2 separate regions of the Mus musculus genome follow, and region 2 is linked to region 1. A link is a contact called in public Hi-C data. All regions are on one chromosome and are shown on one strand. Each heading gives the region's core, a stretch centred on a gene start, on an enhancer-like site or on the middle of the called end of the contact. The rest is flanking DNA. Distances are from core to core; before and after follow the strand shown. Region 1 has its middle 90 kb from the start of Gm40303. Region 2 overlaps Tbc1d19 (TBC1 domain family, member 19).

Region 1 (5,071 bases), core at 903-3,402:
GTCAGCAAGTGCAATATCCTGTCTCTGCTCTTTGCTTTTACTCTCAGGAGATAGAGTCTCACTAAGTTGTTAAGACCATCCTCGACCTCCAAATCCTCCTGTCTAGGCTGGGCTTACAGGCCTGCTCCACAGCCACCAGCCTGGCTGACCTGGGTGATTTTAATGGGAATGATCTCAATGAAAAAGTTTACCCCCATGGTGAGTGCAGACAGAGGCTTTGGAACAGGCTGGGCGGCTCGGGAATGAGGAGCAGCTGCCAGCATCTCCCAGGAGGGGGCAGCAACGCCACATGCAAACAGGACCATGACTTCTCTAGGAGGGAGGGTCCCAGAAGAGGAGGGTGGAGCTGGGGAAGTCCTGTCTGTGGCCTCAGCACCTCTCACTCGACCTGCTAGCATCCTTTCTCACCGGCCAGAGTGTATCCCTCCGGAGGACTGCAGGAATTCAGTTTATTACTGTCCCTATGGTCCCCAAAGCTCCAGGGAAGTTGGCTGGGTTGATAGAGGCACAAAGGATCCATGGGAGTCTTTTGCTTGGTTAATCTGGCCTCTTCTGAGCAGTTAAATGCTGAGCAGGTGGTTAAACCTTGGTTGTTTGAGAACCTCCCCCGCCCCCCCCCCCCAACAAAGGGTCCTTCTCCTCTGGAAGCCACCATGCAGTGGGTTATTTGATTTCAGGATGGGCGTGAACTGAGTTCCGAGGAGAAGGAGGAGGAGAAGGAGGAGGAGGAGGAGGAGGAGGAGGAGGAGGAGGAAGAGGAGGAGGAGGAGGAGGAGAAGGAGAAGAAGAAGAAGAAGAAGAAGAAGAAGAAGAAGAAGAAGAAGAAGAAGAAGAAGAAGAAGAAGAAGAAGAAGAAGAAAAGAGCCACACCTATGTTAAAGAGTCCACTGGGCTGATGAACTGATTAAAATGTAACGATTACGAAGAGTTGGAATGCTGTCGATCCAGGCTCCTCTTTGGTTATCTTTGGTCTGCTTAATAGCCTCTTATCATTCCTATCTTTAGTAACATCCTTCCTGTGATCAGGTAAATCCTGCTGGAATACAGGAACCAGAGCTTAACCTTCACCCACCTCCAAACCAAGAATGCTACCAGACAGTGCCTGAGTCCCTAATCCTGTCCTTAGCTATAAAGTTCTCCAAACTGTCTCCACCTTGGGATGCATTATTCTGGGACAAGGGGAACCTGTGTTCCCAGTCCATGGTCACTCGTATTTGAATCATATAAGAATCAATTATCTTCTTCCCTTTGGAGTGGGAGGAACATTTCGTATAGACAGCTGACTCCATTTTCAGATTGATAGGCGCATTGTCATAGTGCCAAGGTCCTCGCAACTCTCACTTTCCTTGACCTCATCCTCAGAGAACAAGAGCGGATTGTAGTGGGTTGGGCTGTGCCAAGGAGAAGCCACGCAGGGCTTCTTCTAAGTAGAGAGACGGTAGACATTTTGAGAGAGAGCCCACACTCACAAAATGTTTATTAGGTTATATTATTATAATTGTCTTACTTTATTATGAGTTGATTTGTTAATTCTTTCTGGGCATAAACAATACTTTATTATTATTATTATTAATTTTAGTGTAAGGTGTGTGTGTGTGTGTGCCTGTGGTGTTTGTATGGTGTGTGTATGTGTGTGTATGTGTATGGTGTTTGTGTGAGGTGTGTGTGAGGTGTGTGTGTGTGTGTGTGTGTGTGTGTGTGTGTGTGTTGGGTAGGGTAATTTGGCTACAGAGGAAGATGGAATAGAGCACTGAGCTCTAGATGAGCATGAAGCAGTCCTGTGAGGGGATCTTGAACATGTGCTTAGTTGAAGGAAGAACGAGGAGTCTGTTGGTCCACCCCGTGAGCATTTCCTTAGGGCCTACTGGGCACGTTTCTTCCTCCCTGTGAGAGGCCAAAGTCCCTTAGAAGGAGACACTCCATCATTCTGAAGTGGAAAGACTGGGTCGGAGAATGTGTAGGCCGCAGAGGGAGAGGATGAGTGGTGAGGACAGGTCTCACTGGTGTGAGATGAGAAAGGCCTTCCTGAGATGGGAGAGCTAGTGGGGGCATGGCTGCTATTTCTGTGTTGCACGGGTTACAAATCTCTTCTTGGCCTGGAAGCCTTCAAGTCGGGGAGATGTCTCATGAGCCAGCCGTCCTCTCTTGGTGACTCAGCCTCCACTGGGCTCTAAAACTCTTCTGTGTATGTGCACTGGCTTTGCCGGCTGAAAAATCTACCTCTTAAATTGGTTCAAAGGTTGCCTTGTCTTACAACAGCAAGCCTGTGGTGGGCCTAGGATCTATTTTCGGGGAGAAGCCACACGCCAGTGGATTACTTCCAGGCTGACCCCTTCGGCTCCAGGTCTGTGCTGACAGCTTCCTGGGTTCCCCTGGAGCCGTTTGTGAAAGACTTCTAGATACCCATCTGCCTTTAGGGAAGAATGACTGGAGAGCCACGGGGTGGGGGTGGGGGCAAGGGAGAGGCCAACCCATCCCCTGTGCACAGGCTCTCAAATTGGTTGCAGGGAGAATTCCAAGGGAGAGCCTTGGACAATGTTCACCCCTGCCTGCATTTCTAAGGAGGATCATGTGGGGGCTGGCAAGTTGACTCATCCCTGATAGCCCATAGCAAGCCTGAAAATCTGAGTTTGATCCTCAGGACCCACAGAAATTGGAGGGAGAGAACTGACTCTTGCAAGCTGTCCTCCGACCTCCATACCCACCTAATCACAACACACGCACACACAATAGAGAAATCTGAAATTCGGGTTAATCAGAGAGCACCCCCCACAACCCCCAGGGGATGGGAGATGGGATTTTTTTCCAATTCTTCCTCCTCTTTTCACCTGTGTTCTTTGCAAACTGCAGGAGGGCAAAGCCATTGGGAGAGGACACAGAGGTCAGGGGCAGGAAGGGACAGTCACCAAGGAAGTCACAAAGTTTGCCATGTCTGTGTACCTGGAAATCTCAAAGAAAAAGAAAAGGGTAGAGCCGGGTTGCAACTGGCTTAGGAATCTGTATTTTTCTCACTTCTGGAATCTGATGAGGACTGGAAGATGAGTACTGGAAGATGAGGACTGGAAGATGAGGACTGGAAGATGAGGACTGGAAGATGAGGACTGGAAGATGAGGACTGGAAGATGAGGACTGGAAGATGAGGACCGGAAGAGAAAAACCTGTCGTGCTTTCGAAACTGGATTCCTCTTCCTCCACTTGTAGCTAAGAGCTAACTCTCAGCTTTCCTTTGTCTCTTGCTGCTCTGGTGGGCCCCAGCTCTTAGTCCTGTTTGCTCATTTCCCAAAATGTCAGCAGCCTTGTTCCTTTAAAATGGCAGGGCTTGAAGACGGGGTGTCTTCCTGCTGCACCACACAAGGCTCTAGCCTACAGCCTCACGTCCCTCTCTGCACCTTCAGGGGAAACCCCATCCATTCCTCTGTCACAGGTGACCTCCTGTCTCACCACCACCAGCCCTGCCTCATGTGTCCCCGCCTCTCCCCCACCCCCACCCCTGCCCCTGCTCTGTCACCTGCCCTTGCCTGGGGTCACAGCAGTAGCAGCTTGTGTTCGGAAGCCTTTCCAAAACCTACCAAGTTGAGTGTGGACATCTCCCTGAAATGATGTCCTGTTCCATTTGGGGTCCCTCAAGTCCTGCCTTGTATTAAGAGATAGATAAATATAATCTTCTCTCTCTGAGGGGAACACTCACTCACCTGTATGTATGTAAAGACTCTGTGGGGCCCTGGGCTAAATTAAACGGAGCACGATTATTGATGGGGAGAGATACAGTTAGAAATTAAAGAAAGCCTAAAGCATTGTCAGTTTGTACAAATGATTGGATTGCTTTGGCTTGAGTGTTCTCATTTGTTAAACAATGAACCATGATATCTGTAGGGCATTTGCATCCCTGGTATTCAGAGACTAACGAGGTTCTTACTGCGGTTTGTGTGTGTGTGATGTGTGTATGTTTGGTGGGTGTGTCTGGTGTTTGTGTGTGGTGTATGTGTCTGTGGTATGGGGTGTGTAGTATGTGTGATATTGTGTGGTGTGTACATGTGGTTGAGTTGTGTGTGTGTGTGTGTAGTGGTGTGTTATGTTTGGTGTGTACCTGTGGTGTATGTATGTGTGTGATGATGAGTATGTGGTGTTGTGTGGTGTGTACATGTGGTGTGATGTGTGTGTGAGTGTGTGATGTGTGCCTATGGTATGTGGTGTGTAATGTGTGTGTGTCTGGTATGTGATATGTGTGTGTCTGTGGTGTTTGTGTGGTATGTGTGTGTGTATGGTGTATGCTTGTGGTGTTTGTGTAAGGTGTGTGTGTGTGCCTATGGTGTTTGTATGGTGTGTGTATGTGTGTGTATGTATTTGGTGTATGCTTGTGGTGTTTGTGTAAGGTGTTTGTGTGTGCCTGTGGTATGTGTGTGTGTGTGTGTGTGTGTGTGTGTGTGTGTGTGTGTGTGTGTGTGTGTGTGTGTTGGGTAGGGTAATTTGGCTACAGAGGAAGATGGAATAGAGCACTGAGCTCTAGATGAGCATGAAGCAGTCCTGTGAGGGGATCTTGAACATGTGCTTAGTTGAAGGAAGAATGAGGAGTCTGTTGGTCCACCCCGTGAGCATTTCCTTAGGGCCTACTGGGCACGTGTCTTCCTCCCTGTGAGAGGCCAAAGTCCCTTAGAAGGAGACACTCCATCGTTCTGATGTGGAAAGACTGGGTAGGAGAATGTGCAGGCCGCAGAGGGGCCTGGAAGAGGGAGAGGATGAGTGGTGAGGACAGGTCTCACTGGTGTGAGATGAGGAAGGCCTTCCTGAGATGGGAGAGCTAGTGGGGGCATGGCTGCTATTTCTGAGTGAGTGGAGCAGCCTGGTTGTGCCAGGCCTCTGGGTGGTACAGTAGCAGGGGCCATGAACTTTTTTGACCCACCTATGTGCCATCCCAGAGAGGTGACCACAGTTTCTGGTTAGCTCTGACCTGATCCTTTACCTACGTGAGTTCCTTCCAACCCCAGGTCCCTTTCCTGTTGTAATTGCATCAACTCCAGAGCCAGAGGCGGCTTCTTAAGCTTATCGCGAGCAGGAACAACCTTTGTCTCCA
Region 2 (5,071 bases), core at 1,336-3,835, 520 kb after region 1:
TACAGGCCCTCATTGTACTTACAAACAGTAATTGCATTATCTGTCACCTCATAGAGGATGCTGAGCTCGATTCTGCAGATAATGCATGATGTTAATGAGGCCCTTGCTTATGTAGACAGTTGATGATTTCAGATCTTAGGAAAATGTAATGAAAATGTAAGTAAACATGAGTGATATTGATGTGCACAGCCCTTTGGGCTGCTATGCAGATCACTAGTCCAATCTCTGTAATCCTTATTAAAAATGCCTTGTCCTGATTAAGCTGTCTCACTTAGCAGATCATCAGAATTTGTAGTAGTTGGAAATAACAATAGGTCCATTTCAACTCACTGGTTGAAATGTTTTAGTAGAGGCTTAACAGGGGAAGACAAAAACAGGTTCTTAAAAAATATTTTATTTTATTTTCAAATATACAGGGGTGGGGCATAAGAATGCAGGTGCTCTATCAAGTTGAATGTGTAGTTAAGAGATTTAGGGTAAGGGTTTTGGTGTTAGGGTATAGCTCCCTTTAGTGGGGTTCTGAGAGGAGGCATTGTATACAGAATTATCAGGGAAAGCTACTGACATCTGAAAGCCTGCCGATGGTGAGTGTGTTGTACCTCAGAGACTCCGGACTCAGGATCAGACAACAGAGGAAGCAGAGATGCATGCCAGCTGAGCTACATGTGGGGTGAATGAACGGACAGCAGAAGCCTGTGGACATGCAGGCCTTCCTCATAGTCTCAGCACTATTTTCAGAAGATAATGAGCAATTTCGAAATTTGGTTAGTGAGTGAGCTGAGCATTTGGAGGGAGGAGCAGAAATTAGAAGGCTTTTGTAGAACCACAGGTAAGAGCTCACCAGTGCCCAATTACAGGCCCTAGATGGAGGTAACTAAATAAACGGTTCAAAAATAGCAGAGTCAGACTCTGCAGGCTTCGTGTCTCTTTCTGCAAGCATGTAATGAGCACAATTATATTCTTGTCACAGTGCTTATCTTAGTGGGTGGATAAGTAATATCTATCCTATGCTCAACGAATTTGTGTTTTACAAAAATAAAAATAGGCCAGAGAGATAGAGAAGGAAAACGTCTTGTGTTAATTGCTGACTTGTCAAGTATTGTACTGTAGTACCCACATTGCTTTGCTATCTCACCTTCCAGTTGGCAACACTATAGGGAAAAACTAGGCAGGCCATCACCCTCACATCTGTCATAAATCCAAATACTAAAAGTTGTAAGCCAGAGCTGGAATCTAATAACCTTGTGGAAGGCCAGGTTTGGATTCTCTGTCTCCTCCACCATTCCTAGAGTACAATAAGCACACCTCCTTCCCGTCCTGCTGATGATTGCACAGAGAACGACCCTGGGACCACATCTGCATCCTGCGGTATATATATTCAGGACGGAAAAGAACCGTCAAGCTTTGTGAGCTGGCTTTAGGAAACTGGGCCTGGAAATATGGGGTGGTCACTAAGAAGAGTGACCTCAGCTTAGGGTCACTGTCCTTAGCCTGAGAAAGTGTGGAAGAATAAATAAGTTAAATAACTTACCTCCCTCCATATCTATAGGCAGTGACAGAGCCAGAATTGCATAGTGTTGTCTGGGCATACAGAGAGTCATGCCTCATCCAGTCAGGGTAGGTCCGCTAGTACAGGAGTGCTCTGTGATGAACTGTTTTGGGTGAGAAGTTCAAGGACTACTGGGAGCTGATTCTAGAGTGTTGCTGAGTACGATCAAAATACATTATATAAAATTCTAAAATAATAGGGTATTAAAAGAAAACACTTTGAAGGAGTAAGCCAGGGGCAGGGCTAGTGAGGAAGATCATTGCCTAGAGCCCTGCTCACTCAAAGGTTGAATAGGAAAGCATCCTCTTCAGGATTGAAGGTTACAGTCCTGTTTGTAGGGTGGAGAAAAGGAATGATGTTGGTGATATAGCCCAGTTGACCAGAAAGAGACTACATTCTATATCAGGTACCAGAACCAAAGGAGAACTAGAAAGCAATAATAGTCCAAAGGGTCTTTTCCTGTATGTCAGGGCATGTGCTAAGCAATCATAGAAACAGCATCCAGAAGGAGGCAGGATGCCGGGATTTCACAGTTTGAATTAAAGGTTAATAATGAGAATCTGGTAGAGAGAGCGTGGAGGTAAGTATGATAGAGTCTTGGAACTAGCTGAGATTAGGAGTGGCCAGAAGAACCACAGAACAACAAACTACAGAAGCAGAAGGTTTGGGAAACAGCTCACTCCTCCCTGCTCATCATTGCCATGGCAAGGTCAAGGTTGAGAGAAACCTTCAGTTGTCTGAAGCAAATCTAACCACCACAGGCAGAGAAACCCCCGATTTGGCTATCAGAAGTTAGGACTGTATAGGCAGAAAATATACTACATGTAAAGGTGTCTGGGAAAGTAAAGGGAAGGAGTGTAGAATGTTGATTGTGATGAGGGCATATATAGGAGTGGGAGGGTTATATATAAAATCTTTGGTTGAAAGGTTTCCATAGAAACTAAAGATACAAAACTTAGAAGGTCACTGTGCTTCTATGCTCCACAATAGAAGGACAGAGCCCGGCCATCCTCCTTACACTAGCTGTGCACAGTGAACTTTTCTCCTCACAGCCGTCGGTTGGCTGCCAGAGCATCCAGCCACTGGCTTCTTCTCCCTTTGCCTGGCCTGACTGTGCCCCTCATCCCTCTTTAGTCTGCTATTTTTCTTGATAGCATTTATTACTGTCTGAATGTAGAAACGTATTTTATGATTTTTCCATTACAAACGGCCAGTTGCAGTCCTTAGAAGAACATCCAGCATATCCTAGAGGTTCAGGAGATACTTGTGGGATAATAAACGTGAAGGAGGAAGGAGAGCTGATGGACACGATTCCAAATCAGGGATTGGCAGGCTTGTTGTACAGCCAGCCAATGGGTAAATGGTCTGTTTTCCTGGCCACTCTCTCTCTGCTCCATATTACTATTTGTTTGTGTAAATACTCCTTTAAAAGCATAACAGCTTTTCCTAGCTCACAGTGGAATTATCTTGCTGACAGCTGGAGAAGTTAAGGAAACAGGATTTAGCGAGCTGAAAGGGGAACGGAAATGTCTTCCTGCTGAGGATGCAAGTAAGAAATAGTCAGGAATAAACAACAGACAGGCCAGAGTTCATGCCAGTGACCTCAGCCTCCTAGTGTAGGGGAGGGAGGGCCTGCTGGGCATTAAAAGGGAGACCATTTTCAAAGCATAGAGGCTAAACAAAGAGCGATAACAAGAACCTTAATAAGCACCAGAAGCTGCCAAAGTAGCCCAGTGTATTATAAATGTGCCTCATGCTTTCAGGTGAGACACCGGAGAAAGAGTTCTTTAGACTTAGAGCAGGTGACACTTCAGACCCCTGCTGCCTAACTTCTGGGTGGTCTGGCACACTAGCTCACAATAATAACGGGGTTCCCATGATGATGCTCTTATTGAATTGTTTTTAACAAAGAAATACTGACATTATTTTGTGAATGCCTATATCAACTGTATACATTTACTACAAACCCATGCATTTTACTTCTGAGCCATAGTTATTATCTCATTTAACCATGTAAAGTAGGTTTATGTTCTCTGATTTGTGCATAAGGGAAGTGACGCTTGCAGAAGTTAAGAAGCTTACTGAAAGACACAAAAAGCTCCTAAGTGACAAAACTAGATTGGCCAAGCAAGTATGCTGTCACCAGTCATGGCCTTCACTGACTGCAGCAGGGCACTGGGCCATGCACTGAAGCCTAGGGACAGTTACTATCCTCACCCTTTCTCTGTCACCATTTTTATATTGCCTTGAATGAGAACATAGATAGTATGTATCCGGGAGACTAGCAAGCACATTAGATAACAATCCAAACCCATTAATTATCTCCCAACCGGAATAGTTCACAAAGAAGAAATGTAGCAGATAAGAACACAGACCCTACTCAGGTCCAAAAACAACTGTCTAAATGCACTGTCTTAGCTGTGGCTGTGTGGGGAGGAAAATACTTAGAGGTTTTAGTCATCGGCTTTCAGAGGAGAATAAAATGGGGATCTGTGCCAGACTATTTTTTCTGAGGAACAAATCAAGAGCCTCATAGAACCTCAGAGGGTTCCCACTTGTGACAGAGCTGGGGCAAAATTAACCATTTCTGCACATTTCCAGAAGGGTTGTATATGACTTTCATGGTCAAAATTGGGACTACAAAGTAGGCATCACAGGGAGCCGGAGTTTGACCCAGCATAGCACAAGCAAGCCTTGGGAACAGCCCATGTCCTTTATGGATGGGCATGCTTTAGACTGAGATCCAACTGTGAGTTCTTAGAACTCAGGCTAGGTGGCTGGTGCTGGTGCTGGTCTGCCTCCTTATTGGTTAGAAGTATGCAGCATTTCTATACGTTAAAATAAGTAAGCAATCACATCAATAAAAACATTTTGGGGTTTTTTTCTAGAGTGCATTGATAAACTAATTTAGTGTACTACAAGATATTCAGTAGTATAAATTACAAGTATTCTGTTTGGAACCAAGGCTATATAAATTCCAACTTTTCATGGAATATAACAAGATGTTTAGTGTGCTAAAGTTACACTTTAAGTCTTTCTTTGCAACTGATGTGGACTTTGTGTAAAGTTCTTGCCAATTATTGTACCATATAGATTTATACTATAGCCCTGTCAATATGTCTCCTAAATCACTCCAAGAATATAATTATTAGTAAAATTGATGTTGTGATAGTTTAGATAAAGTGATGTTTACAAAAAATGCCTTGAAAATCTCACTGATCCTTGGCCGACTGGACGCTAGTGTGGGATGCAGTTGTTTAAGAGGAACAGTTCTCAAATTTACTTCCATGGCCAGCCTTACAGCTTGATGCCCTTCTTTGTAAGCATGTATATTAGTTTCTACTGCTCTGCCATCTCAGTAGAAAATGAATTTGAATGTCTCATCAGTAGATTTCTCTTTAATCTAGTCTTTTCAAAAGAAACAACTGAGCTGAGAGACACAGATAGTGTAGCAGAAAGCAAAGCAAAATGATAGTACAACCCAAAGAGATTGGAGCAGGCGGATCCAAACCTGTGTGTGTG

What was found. A called contact is a pair of places that touch in the nucleus more often than the background predicts.
Region 2: a contact with region 1 is called in a Hi-C map of uterus, with 4 times the contacts expected there. The contact joins two enhancer-like sites. A contact is called at or near these places in 2 of 15 datasets of contacts at CTCF or cohesin (embryonic stem cells and large pre-B cells), 16 of 484 Hi-C or Micro-C datasets (B cells, ECoMG myeloid progenitors, the G1E-ER4 cell line and 10 more) and 5 of 115 datasets of contacts at active chromatin or transcription factors (astrocytes and embryonic stem cells).

What each region holds. Positions count from the first base shown.
Region 1 is chr5:53,354,964-53,360,034 of GRCm38.p6, forward strand. No RefSeq gene overlaps it. Among named protein-coding and RNA genes, the nearest start is that of Gm40303, 90 kb to the left of the region's middle. Within about 2 kb of position 2,153, at least 47 of the 459 cell types and tissues checked have an H3K27ac peak or open chromatin away from gene starts, as enhancers often do. A contact at or near this core is called in uterus, where this site is marked.
Region 2 is chr5:53,877,871-53,882,941 of GRCm38.p6, forward strand. The region is part of intron 15 of Tbc1d19 (TBC1 domain family, member 19); the gene reads left to right. Among named protein-coding and RNA genes, the nearest start is that of Gm40305, 47 kb to the right of the region's middle. Within about 2 kb of position 2,586, at least 26 of the 459 cell types and tissues checked have an H3K27ac peak or open chromatin away from gene starts, as enhancers often do. A contact at or near this core is called in uterus, where this site is marked.